Linked DNA regions of Sus scrofa: all the other regions are linked to region 1. Evidence: chromatin contacts called from public HiChIP or PLAC-seq data. All regions are on one chromosome and are shown on one strand. Each heading gives the region's core, a stretch centred on a gene start, on an enhancer-like site or on the middle of the called end of the contact. The rest is flanking DNA. Distances are from core to core; before and after follow the strand shown. Region 1 holds the start of KLHDC2 (kelch domain-containing protein 2). Region 2 holds the start of DNAAF2 (protein kintoun). Region 3 holds the start of POLE2 (DNA polymerase epsilon subunit 2).

Evidence for each region. HiChIP or PLAC-seq counts read pairs in DNA pulled down with a chosen protein or histone mark.
Region 2: an H3K27ac HiChIP or PLAC-seq map of alveolar macrophages shows a contact between it and region 1. The contact joins the promoter of DNAAF2 here to the promoter of KLHDC2 in region 1. A contact is called at or near these places in 2 of 5 promoter capture datasets (fetal skeletal muscle and liver), 21 of 47 Hi-C or Micro-C datasets (alveolar macrophages, brain, embryonic fibroblasts and 12 more) and 2 of 2 datasets of contacts at active chromatin or transcription factors (alveolar macrophages and skeletal muscle).
Region 3: an H3K27ac HiChIP or PLAC-seq map of alveolar macrophages shows a contact between it and region 1. The contact joins the promoter of POLE2 here to the promoter of KLHDC2 in region 1. A contact is called at or near these places in 1 of 5 promoter capture datasets (liver), 12 of 47 Hi-C or Micro-C datasets (adipocytes, blood, brain and 5 more) and 2 of 2 datasets of contacts at active chromatin or transcription factors (alveolar macrophages and skeletal muscle).

The regions. Positions count from the first base shown.
Region 1 is chr1:179,607,488-179,611,055 of Sscrofa11.1, reverse strand. KLHDC2 (kelch domain-containing protein 2) reads right to left here and starts at 2,030. Exons shown (of 13, transcript XM_001925208.7): 1 at 1-2,030.
Region 2 is chr1:179,489,525-179,493,092 of Sscrofa11.1, reverse strand. DNAAF2 (protein kintoun) reads left to right here and starts at 1,957. Exons shown (of 3, transcript XM_003121803.5): 1 at 1,957-3,568. The coding sequence starts at 2,087. LOC110262104 (a long non-coding RNA gene) reads right to left here and starts at 3,135. Exons shown (of 2, transcript XR_002346676.1): 1 at 2,897-3,135; 2 at 334-2,635.
Region 3 is chr1:179,527,904-179,531,471 of Sscrofa11.1, reverse strand. It overlaps POLE2 (DNA polymerase epsilon subunit 2), which reads left to right and starts at 1,581. Exons shown (of 19, transcript XM_003480468.4): 1 at 1,581-1,684. The coding sequence starts at 1,617.

The DNA of each region.
Region 1 (3,568 bases), core at 781-3,280:
CTCAGCGCCCCCAGCGCCAGGTCCTCCTGCCACCACCAAACCGACGGCCAGACTTCGTGGCGTCTCGCCCTCAGCCGAAGTCCGGACAAAGAAGCCAGAGGAAGTTGTAAGGACATTCGGAGCCTCCTTTCAGCGCAGGGATATGCTGAATTACCCAGATTCTCCCCCCAGAAAGTTTCTTTCCGAGAAGATCTTGTTTGATTAAGGAATGTTCTCAGGTTCACCGCCTGGACTATAGCAAATTGCTCAAATAGTAAGTTTCAGTGTCTCAGGGTCGGGTCTTCCCGAGGATACAGGGGCGGGTGGTGCCTCTCGCCTCCCAGGCGGTCCCAGCTCCGATTGCTGGGCCGAGGCGCCCGGCCCTGCTCATTGCTGCTGCGCACTGCGTGCCACCCGGACTTGTGTCCACAGAGAGCGGGTCATGGCATCTCCTCTCGACAAGTTCTTCTTGCCCATCAGGAATCTTAAATGTAGTGCTGCATCCTCCACCCAGTTTGGAAAATTGTGCTCAAGAACTGTTTCAGAAACTGTCCCCATCCAGGCCATCTAGGAGGAAAGTGAATCTTACGCAGGACACTTTTCGCTTACATTACCTGAACCTTTTCAGTTAAGTCAAGAATTATTGTAATCTGAATTTGATTCCTCACCTGCAAAATGTAGTTAGGCTAGACTACATCTTAAATCTCTGATCTAATGGTGCATCTGTACGTGGATGTGTTTGGTGAGAGGAGTGTGCTTTATTTTCCTCTCCCTTGCTCATCATAACGCTGGGACTGCTATGTAGAAGGAACACTTGGTACAACAAATGGCCTTCCTCGCTAAAATTTTCTAAGCCTGAAATTTCTTCCTTAGCACTGCCTGTGTCTTTACAACTTATCAAAATTTGTAGGGTGGGTAAAAGCAGTACTTAGAAATTTATAGCATTGCGTGCCTATGTTAGAAAAAAAAGAAAGATCTAAAATCAACCATCTAAGTTTCCATCTTAGGAAATAAGAAAAAGAGGAGCGAATTAAATCCAAAATAAGCGGAAGGAAAAAAATAATGAGATGATGAAAAGAAAGAAACCAATGAAACTGAAAGCAGGAAATCAACAGAGAAAAACTGATAAAACCAAAAGCTGGTTCTTCAAATAGTGAAATCAATAAACCTCTAGCCAGGCTAAGAAGAAAAGACACAAATTACTGATATCAGAAATGAAACAGAACATCACTACATATATCATGGACATTAAAAGTATTATAAATATTATGAAGAACTCTGTGCCTGCATATTTGATAAACTAGATGCAATGGTCTGATTCCCTCAAAGACACAATCTGCCAAAATTCCTAAGAAAAAAATAGATAACCTGAATAAGCCCATATCTATTAAAGAAATTGAATCAATAATAACCTTCTAAAACAAAGCAGGAAGCCCAGATGAGTCCACTGGTAAAATTCTAACAAACATTTAAGGAAGAAACCATACCAGTTTTCTACAATCTCTTTTAGAAGACACAAGCAAAGAGAATACTTCTTACTCATTCTGAGGCCAATATTACTCTAATCCCCAAACCAGACAGATATATCACAAGAAAACAACAGACCAATATTTCTTATGAACATAGATGCAAAATCTTCAAAGTATTATCAAATCAAAAAAATTAAAAAAGAAACACTATAACCAAATGGGACTCATTCCAGGTATGCAAGGCTGATTTAGTGTTCAAAAATCAACCAGTGTAATCCATCATATCAACAAGCTAAAGAAGAAAAATCACATGATCATATTAACAGATGCAGAAAAAGCATCTATTAATGCTTTTAAGAGTTCCTGATGTGGCTCAGCAGTAATGAACCTGACTAGTATCCATGAAGACATGGGTTTCCTCCCTGGCCCTGCTCAGTGAGTTAAGGATCTGGCATTGCCATGAGCTACGGTATAGGTCACAGATGTGGCTCAGATCCTGCACTGCTGTGGTTGTGGCAGTAGACCAGCAGCTGCAGCTTTGATTCAACCCCTGGCCTGGGAACTTCCATATGCCACAGGTGCAGCCCTTAAAAAAAAAGACAAAGAAAGAAAAAGCATTTAATAACATCCAACACCTATTCATGATTAAAAAACAAACCTCTTGGCAAACTAGGAATATAGAGGAACTTCCTTAACTTCGTAAGGAACATCTACAAAAAATGTACAATTACTACTATTCTTAATGATGAGAAACTAGAGGAATAAGGAAAGGACATCCCCTCCCACCACTACCTTTCAACAGCCTACTGGATGTCTTCGCTTATGCAGTAAGACAAAAAGGGGGAAAAGGTTGGGAAGGAAGAAATCAAGTGCCTTTGTTCATAGATGGCATGATTATGTAGAAAATTATAAAAAATTACTGTAGTACATTCAGACAATAGAATATTATTCAGTGTTGAAAAGAAATAAGGCATCTTTTGAAGCCATGAAAAGACATGTAGGGAACTTAAATGCATATTACCAGTGAAATAAGCCAATCTGAAAAGGGCACATATGATATAATTCTAATTATATAACATGGAAAAGGCAAACTATGAAGACAGTAAAATATCCATGGTTGCCAAGGGTGAGGTCAGAGGGAGAAAGGACCAGGCAGAGCAAAGCAGGATTTTGAGGGCAGTGAAAATATTACGTATGATGCTATAAAGGTGGATACATATCACTATACAATTGTCTAAACCCATTAAATGTACACCACCAAGAGTGAGCCTTAATGTAAACTATGGACTTCAGGCGTGTCTAAGCTCAGGAAGCTATAATGAAATACCATGGACCTGGTGGCTTAAACAACAGACATTTCACAGTTCTGGAGGCTGGGAAGTCCGAGATCAAGGTGCTGACAGCTTTGGTTCTTAGTGAGGGCCCTCTTCTGGCTTTGCAGGTGGCTGCCTTCTCACTGCATCTCCATAGGGTGGGAAGAGAGAGCATGTGCAAGCTCTGGTCTCTTCCCTTCCTCGGAGGACACTAATCCCATCATGGGATCTTCACCCTCAAGACCTCATCTAAACCTAATTACCTTTTCAAATATCCCACCTCCAGAAAATTTCACATTGGGGGTCTTTTTGGGTTTCAACATATGAATTTTGTGGGGATACAAATATTCAGTCCATTGCATGGGTAGAAGAAATGTTCTTGCTATACCCACATGGTGGACCATACAGTAACTTCATCAAACAGGAAATTCCAACAGACTCACATTAATACAATGGAAAAAAAGGTGGGAAGGGGTATTATTTGCTTCTAAAACCGATTCTTTTCCTTTGAAATATTCTAAAGTCAAAATTTTAATTTTTTTTTTCTTTTTAGGGCCACACCCGTGGCCTATGGACGTTCCCAAGCTAGGGGTCGAATCAGAACTGAAGCTGCCGGCCACAGCCACAGCCATGGCCACGCCAGATCTGAGTCATGTCTGCGACCTAAACCATAGCTCACCACAACACAGATCCTTAACCCACTGAGCAAGGCCAGGAACGAACCTGCGTCCTCATGGATACTAGTCAGATTTATTTCCACTGAGCCACAACAGGAACTCCAAAATTTTAATTTTTCAGACAGTATGT
Region 2 (3,568 bases), core at 708-3,207, 120 kb after region 1:
TGTGCACAGGTATTGCCAGTCCTCTTTCCAGACAGCATAGGTCTGCACTGGAAGGTACCCAAACCACGTGACTTGCTTTGGCCAGTGAAATGTCAGCAGGTTTTAAAGAGCCTGTGCACAATTTTCTCTTTTTCCTGGGCCCCAGCAATGTCAGCATTTGGGAGGGTATGAGGCCCTGGATTGTGAGCCCCATTTGTCTGCAGGTGTGATGATGTGGAGGTCAAGGGACAAGGGACATTCAGCGGGAGCAAGAAATAAACTCTTGCTGTTTAAAGCCACTGATAATTTAGTCATTCTCGCAGCAGAGTTTCTTTGCCTGCCTTCTTGCATCTGTCACAAGCATCCTATCTTAATAAACCTATTTCTTGTCCCCCCCCCAAATAAATAAATAATAGAATCATTCTTACAACCCAACCTAACTTCTCCTGACTCTTGTAGGAAGGGACTGCTGAAGTGGGACAGCACAAAAGGAGTGAGACAGTCACAGCAGTGGCATTTCCTCAGAAATCATAACTCAAATTTATAGGATGCATACTCTTAATGGAGAGCTGCAAGTAGCCCACAGATATGCTTTGTTTGGCCAGGATGTTATTTGTTTATAAAGGTTTAAATCTGGGAGGGTGTGCATGTGTGTGATTGACTTCCTCTTAGTTATAGTCCCCCCTACTTCCTATTACTTACAGCAGCCTCACTTGACTTAGGTACTTGCCTACATAAGCCTTAAAGGTATTTGGGTCTGCAAACCTGGCAGTCCACACAGCAAACCCACTGAGAGGACAGGTATTGCCACGTTCATCTAATAGACATAAAAACAGGGGTCCTGGGAGGTTCACAGGCTTCAACAATGACACAAGTCAATAGCAGAGTTCCAGCCTCAATCAAGATTCAGGGTGCAGGGCAGGCTGAGGATGGCCCACCTGGAGACAGCCGCCTTCTGCTACATGGCAGGTTAATCCGCTGATTGCATACTCCATTTTCTAGTTAGCCCACACACAGCCTGAGTTTATCATCAAGCAAACTCCCCTTTTGTTTTTAACAGGACAATCACACCACCTTGAGAAGCCATGAACCAAAGCACGCAGTCTCAATAAACAGCTTGCCTTTTAAATCCATAAGCTACAAACAAATCTGCATTCTTTCAGAGAAGCCTTGCAGGTCTTCTTCTCTTTAAGTCTGAACTTTCTCATGACAAAGATAGTCAAGTGGAGGAAATCAATAACTACAAAGAAATATCTCCAGGATATACTATTATAAGTGCAAAAAAACAAAGGGCAAAAGTGTATGTAGGGAATGATCCCATTTGTATAAATGGAAAAAAAAATAAATATGTTAAGAGTATGCACATACTAAAGGCTTTCCATATAGCTACTAAACTACTCTCTAGAAAGGTTTTACTAATACAATTCTCCTACTACCCCAAGGAAATATAGTGATTGCTAAAAAAAAAAAAAAAAAGCCATTGCCATTTTCAGTAACATGTGGTATTATATTTGCATTTTTATTATCAGTAAGGGCATATCTTTACTGAGCATCGATTATTTATGAATAGCCTGCCCATATCTCTTGCCCTAAGTGAGTTGTAAACAGGACAAACTGGTAAAATAGCTAGAAGACTGAAATATTGGTTTAGCGAAGTGAAAAGCAGATAAACTTAGGTTAGAATCACAGCTTGTGAATGCACCAACTCTATGATTATGGTCAGGTAACTTCTCAGGTCCCATCTGTGAAATGCGGATCCAGTGAACAGTGGATAACGTACATAATGCTGGAAATTATAACAATTATTAGGATGGTTATTCTGCAGCAGTAACTGCACTATGGCACAGGAATCTAAAAAAATGCGGAATGTTTGTTTGGAGAAACTAAGGCTATTTCTGGCATTTCCATCACTCTATTCCTGCCCCTCCCCCACAGCATTGGTGGTGTCGCTATAGCAACGAGCACGCGCTGCCCAAGGCTCAACAGTCTAGCGGTTTACTGGCCTCCGCGGCCTCTCTCTCCGCAGAAGAGCGACAACACTGATCGTCCCACCCACTCCGTCTCGGATCGATCTCCCCTGACCACTGGGAAGGAGCGGAGGGGCAGCATGGCCAAGGCAGCCTCTTCGCCGTTGGAGGACTTGGACCTGAGCGGAGAGGAAGTCCAGCGGCTCACCTCCGCTTTCCAGGACCCCAAGTTTCGGCGAATGTTCTCTGAGTATGCGGAGGAGCTCACGGACCCCGAGAACCGGCGGCGCTACGAGGAGGAGATTACCGCGCTGGAGCGTGAGCGCGGCGTGGAGGTGCGGTTTGTGCACCCGGAGCCGGGCCACGTGCTGCGCACCAGCCTGGATGGGGCCCGGCGCTGTTTCGTGAATGTATGCAGCAATGCCCTGGTGGGCGCGCCCAGCAGCCGGCCCAGCTCTGGGAGCGCGGCGTCCGGCAGCCAGTGGTCCCTGCCCTACAGTCTGGCGCCCGGCCGCGAGTACGCGGGGGGGCGCGGCATCCGCTACACAGTCTACGACGTGGTCTTCCACCCAGACGCACTCGCGCTGGCCCGGCGCCACGAGCGCTTCCGCCAGATGCTGGACGCCACGGCTTTGGAGGCCGTGGAGAAGCAGTTCGGCGTGAAGCTGGACCGCAGGAATGCCAAGACCCTGAAAATCAAGTACAAGGGGACCCCGGAGGCTGCCGTGCTGCGCACGCCCCTACCCGGGGGCGTCCCGGCCCGGCCCGAGGGGGAACCGGAGAGCCCGCTCCCTGATTTCCCCTACCCTTACCCGGGCCCTGTGGCCGCTGGGAGTGCCGCGATCCCCCGGCCCCAGGCGCCCTCCCCTCCCGAGGCGGTCCAGCAGCCCGCCCCCACAGAGCCTCGCTACAGCGTGGTGCAGCGCCACCACGTGGACCTCCAGGATTACCGCTGCTCTCGGGACTCAGCCCCCAGCACTGTGCCCCACGAGCTGGTCGTCACCATTGAGCTGCCGCTGTTGCGGTCGGCTGAGCAGGCAGCGCTGGAAGTGACTGGAAAGCTGCTGTGCCTCGACTCACGGAAACCCGACTACCAGCTGCGGCTCTCGCTTCCATACCGGGTGGACGACAGCCGCGGCAAGGCGCAGTTCAACAAGGCCCGGCGGCAGCTGGTAGTCACGCTTCCGGTAGCGGTGACAGTCTCGCTCCCGGAGCTCGCCGCGACCCCGGAAGAGGCCGCCGACCGGCCCGGAACTGATGGCGCGGCCTGCGCTTCCGCTCGCCAAGGGGAGGCGGGCCCAGCGGGGATTCGTGCAGGGGACGGAGGCTCGGATCCCGGCCGAGCTGGAGCTGCGGGCGCCGATATCCCTGCCCCGGAGGCCGTTGGGGGGAAGCTTGTCTCAGAACCAGAGGAGCTTGATTTCGGCGGGCAAGCAATATCAACAGCTCGCATTGGGGAGGAGCCGCTTCCCAGAGCAGGGAACTCACCTGAGGACGGTGGTGGAGGCGCTCCTTGGAAATCATCCGGGGACCTTGACGGGAGGTCTCCTACAGGGAGAGGGAGAGCGCGCCCAGCTCTTGGCGTCAAAGAGCACGTGGCCGGAGGAGGCACAGGCAGGGAG
Region 3 (3,568 bases), core at 332-2,831, 79 kb after region 1:
GGTGGATGCCAAGCATAGTGCTGAAATACTTTCTAGTTTTCAAAGCATTAGCAGGCTGTAAGAAAACACGTGTGCTAGATAAACTTCCATCAGGCAGGAATTGTAGTGCTGCTGGCTCTGAGTTCAGTGTTAACGAATCAACAATATATAATTAAAGATGTCTTTCAACAGAAACACACATAAAACAAGAGTATTATTAATCAGTCAATGAAAAGTTTGTGGCCAGAGGCTCAGAGGAAACTTACCCTGTATTTCTCGTAGGAGCAATGATTGAGTATTTGCTAATTCAGTATTAGTAAATACTAATACTGCCTTGAATATAATCGCCTTGAATAATGAAAATCAGCTGTATATTTATCTATTTTTATTTCCTTTCTTACATTAAAGTTCAAATTTTTTTTGCAGGTTTTTAAAATTTTTGGAATGTATTTCACCGTGAATATACAGAGAACTATGTTCAGAAGTCACTTTTCTCTGTTATGTTGCATTACCAATACAGGTATATTGGTTTTGGTCTGCTTGCAGTTTTGTTTGCTCTTTTTCTTTTCTCTTTTTTGAAACTGTAAAACATAAACATGGCTTGACAGTCAATATTCTGACTACAAAGAAAGGTCTCTCTTCCTCCTTATCTCCTTCAGCCTTTAATGGTTAACCTTTTTTGTGTGTGTCCAGTGTAATCTTTCAGAGGTTTTTTAAAAATACAAAGTCAAATAAATATGTATATATATTCTTATTTCCTCTCCTTTACCATACTTTACTCTTTGTTATTGATTTTATCCAGACACCCTGGAGGTCATGGCATATCATTTCTTAGAAAGCATCCTCACGGTTTTTTAAGACTGTGTGTTCACGTAGAAGCACTGCATGGTTTTATTCAAATCTTCGGAGCAAGAGTTTTGAAGAGTGGCAGATTAACAGTCCACTTGCTGGAATCAGAATCAGTTAAAATCCTGGCTCTACCACTTACTTACTAAATCTTTCATCTTGAACGAGCCATCCACCATCTTTGAGTCTCACATTCCCCACTGTAAAATGAGGATGTTGAAAAAATAGCACACAACTCATTCGGCTTTATGAACATGACATTAATTCATTTAAAGCGCTTATTGTAGTGCATGACGCATAGAAAGTCTGCAACTGCAATTAAAAGCGGGATGGGTGAAAATGATGGTGATGCGTAGCAACTTCGAGTGAATGTCGGGGAAAGCCCTGTGGTGACACAGAGTATTTCCAGGGCCTGTGTGAAGCAGAGAACGTAAGTGCACAAGAGCCCTGGGTCCGGGATGAGCCTGATCCGAGTCAAGGAAGGTGGAGGGCAGCGATGATAGAGCACTGATTAGCTCAATGAAGCATTTAATATAGGGGAAGTCCATTCCCAACCAGACACTAGGGAAGGAAGCTCTCGCTCGTCAGTTTCGAGCAACAAAGCACCGCAGGGACTTCTTCTCCTGCAGCCCAGACCCTGCGAAGCTTCAGCCAGCCTGCACGCGAAGCTGCCAAAATCTTCGCACTAAGGTCGGAGCAGCAGCTGTCGGGACCTGTGCGTCCGGGGCGGGGCCAGGGCGGAGCGCGCCCGGGAAGGGGCGGGGTTGCGGCCGTGGCGCCAAAACGCGAACATGGCGCCGGATCGGTTGCGGAGCCGGGCTCTCTCTGCCTTTAAGCTCCGCGGCTTGCTGCTCCGGGGGTAAGTCGGCAGGGCAGCTGGCGAGGCGAGAGGGGAGAGCCTGAGCCAGGAAGCCCGGCCAGGCGGCGTGGCAGCGGGATGCACCGCGCGCGGAGAGGGGGTTTGGCCTTAAAATGATAGAGACCCTTCAAGGGTTCTAAGAAGGGAAGAGGATCTGGCGATGCCTTAGGTTTCCCCAACGTTCATACGGAGTGAAAAGTTTCTCCCGAAAGAAATGAGGCTTTCCTGCACGTGTCAAGCAGCCGGAGAAGCAGTGATCGGTGCCGCAGCAGCGGTGCACCAGCAGGGTGCTTGGGCACCTCTCAGCCCCCTTTAGGGCTCCGCCAAATAGGAATCCTTAACCGTGCTGCTTCACCTAGTTACTGAGACAGCGAATGAGAGACCTGGGAAAGCCCATTGCATTTCGGTAGCTGTCAGGTTATACTGTAGCAATTGTGGGCTCTGCCAGCCTTCCTAATTTTGGATCGGGTATTATTCTTGAGAGAGAATTCCTGGAGAGTTAAGAAACGGGTAGGTTTGAAGCGTGTTTCTAGGTATCCTTGGCCTTTTTAAAAAAATTCTTTTAGAATTTCTCTGATAGGTTTCCTGACCATATCTGTGTTTTCTATTAGTTATAGAATGAACCCTCCCAAGGTATCAGGTTTTGATTGCTCTTGTGTGTGTAGCGGTTTTTTGGGTTGCTTTTGTAATGATGAGTTTTATGGGACTTTTAACCTTGCTTTTGGGTTAGTGGTGAACAAGGGTAAGAATCGATATGCTCTAGGAGAGAATAATGAATTTTGTTTAGTTGATCCCTGACATTTTGAAAATGTGAGCACTTGCTCAGTTAATTTTTCTTTCTTTTCACTTAGAATTTGACCTGATATTGAACTGTCATTCATTAGTTCAGTCAGAAAGAGACTGAAATCTATTAGCTGCGAAGTACTATTGGGGCAAGGGAGTAGGAATAAGACACAGCAGACCTTGGGGGCAGATAGTATGTTAATTGTCTATTGCTGCATAACTAATTACCCCCAAATTTAGAACTTTAAAATGTCATGAGTGACAGAACATTGTAAATCAACTATAATAAATTAATATAATAAAATAATTTAAAAATAAAATCTCGTGCGCTTATAGTCCTTCATTTTCCATGGGTCAGGAATTCAGGTGGGCTTAGCTAGGTCCTCAGCTTCAGAGTCTCATGTAAGGCTGCACGGTCAAGATGGGATCATCTCAGATGTCCGTTGGGCAGTTTGCTTCCAAGCTCATTCAGTGATTGGCAGGATTCAGTTCATCCAGGATTGTTGGACTGAGGGCTTCAGTCTTTGTGAGCTACTGGGCCTCCCCAGCATGGCATCTTACTTCATCAAAGCCAGCAAGAGAGTCAGCTATAAGTGGAAGTCAAATCTTTTGTAACCTAAGCAAGAAGGTGACATCTTGTCGCTTTAAATTTTTATTTTTAGAACTACAATACAGTAAACTATTCTATCATGTTTGCTATATTCTATTGTTAGAAGCAAGTCACTAGGTCCAGCCCACACTCATGGAAAGGTGATTGCACAAGGATATGAGTACTAGGTGGTATGGATTATTAAGGATCTTCTTAGAAGTCTATCTACTATAGATATCAAATAATTCATAATTACTTACTTTCAATCGTGAAAGGATCCGAGGAAGGGAAAGCTATGATAGTATATAGCCAGGTGTGTAAATAGTTCTAGAGTCAAGGAATACTTCATTAAAGAATGGTTTGAGCCAAGTGTTAAAGGATAAGCAGGACTTGTTGACTAGGTGAAGAATGGGGAGGGGGCGGTGGTGGTGAGGAATGACTGTATAAAGACCCTGAGGTAGGAGAGCACCGAGGCCAGAGACACTGGACAGGCCTAATGAGATTCTGTAGGG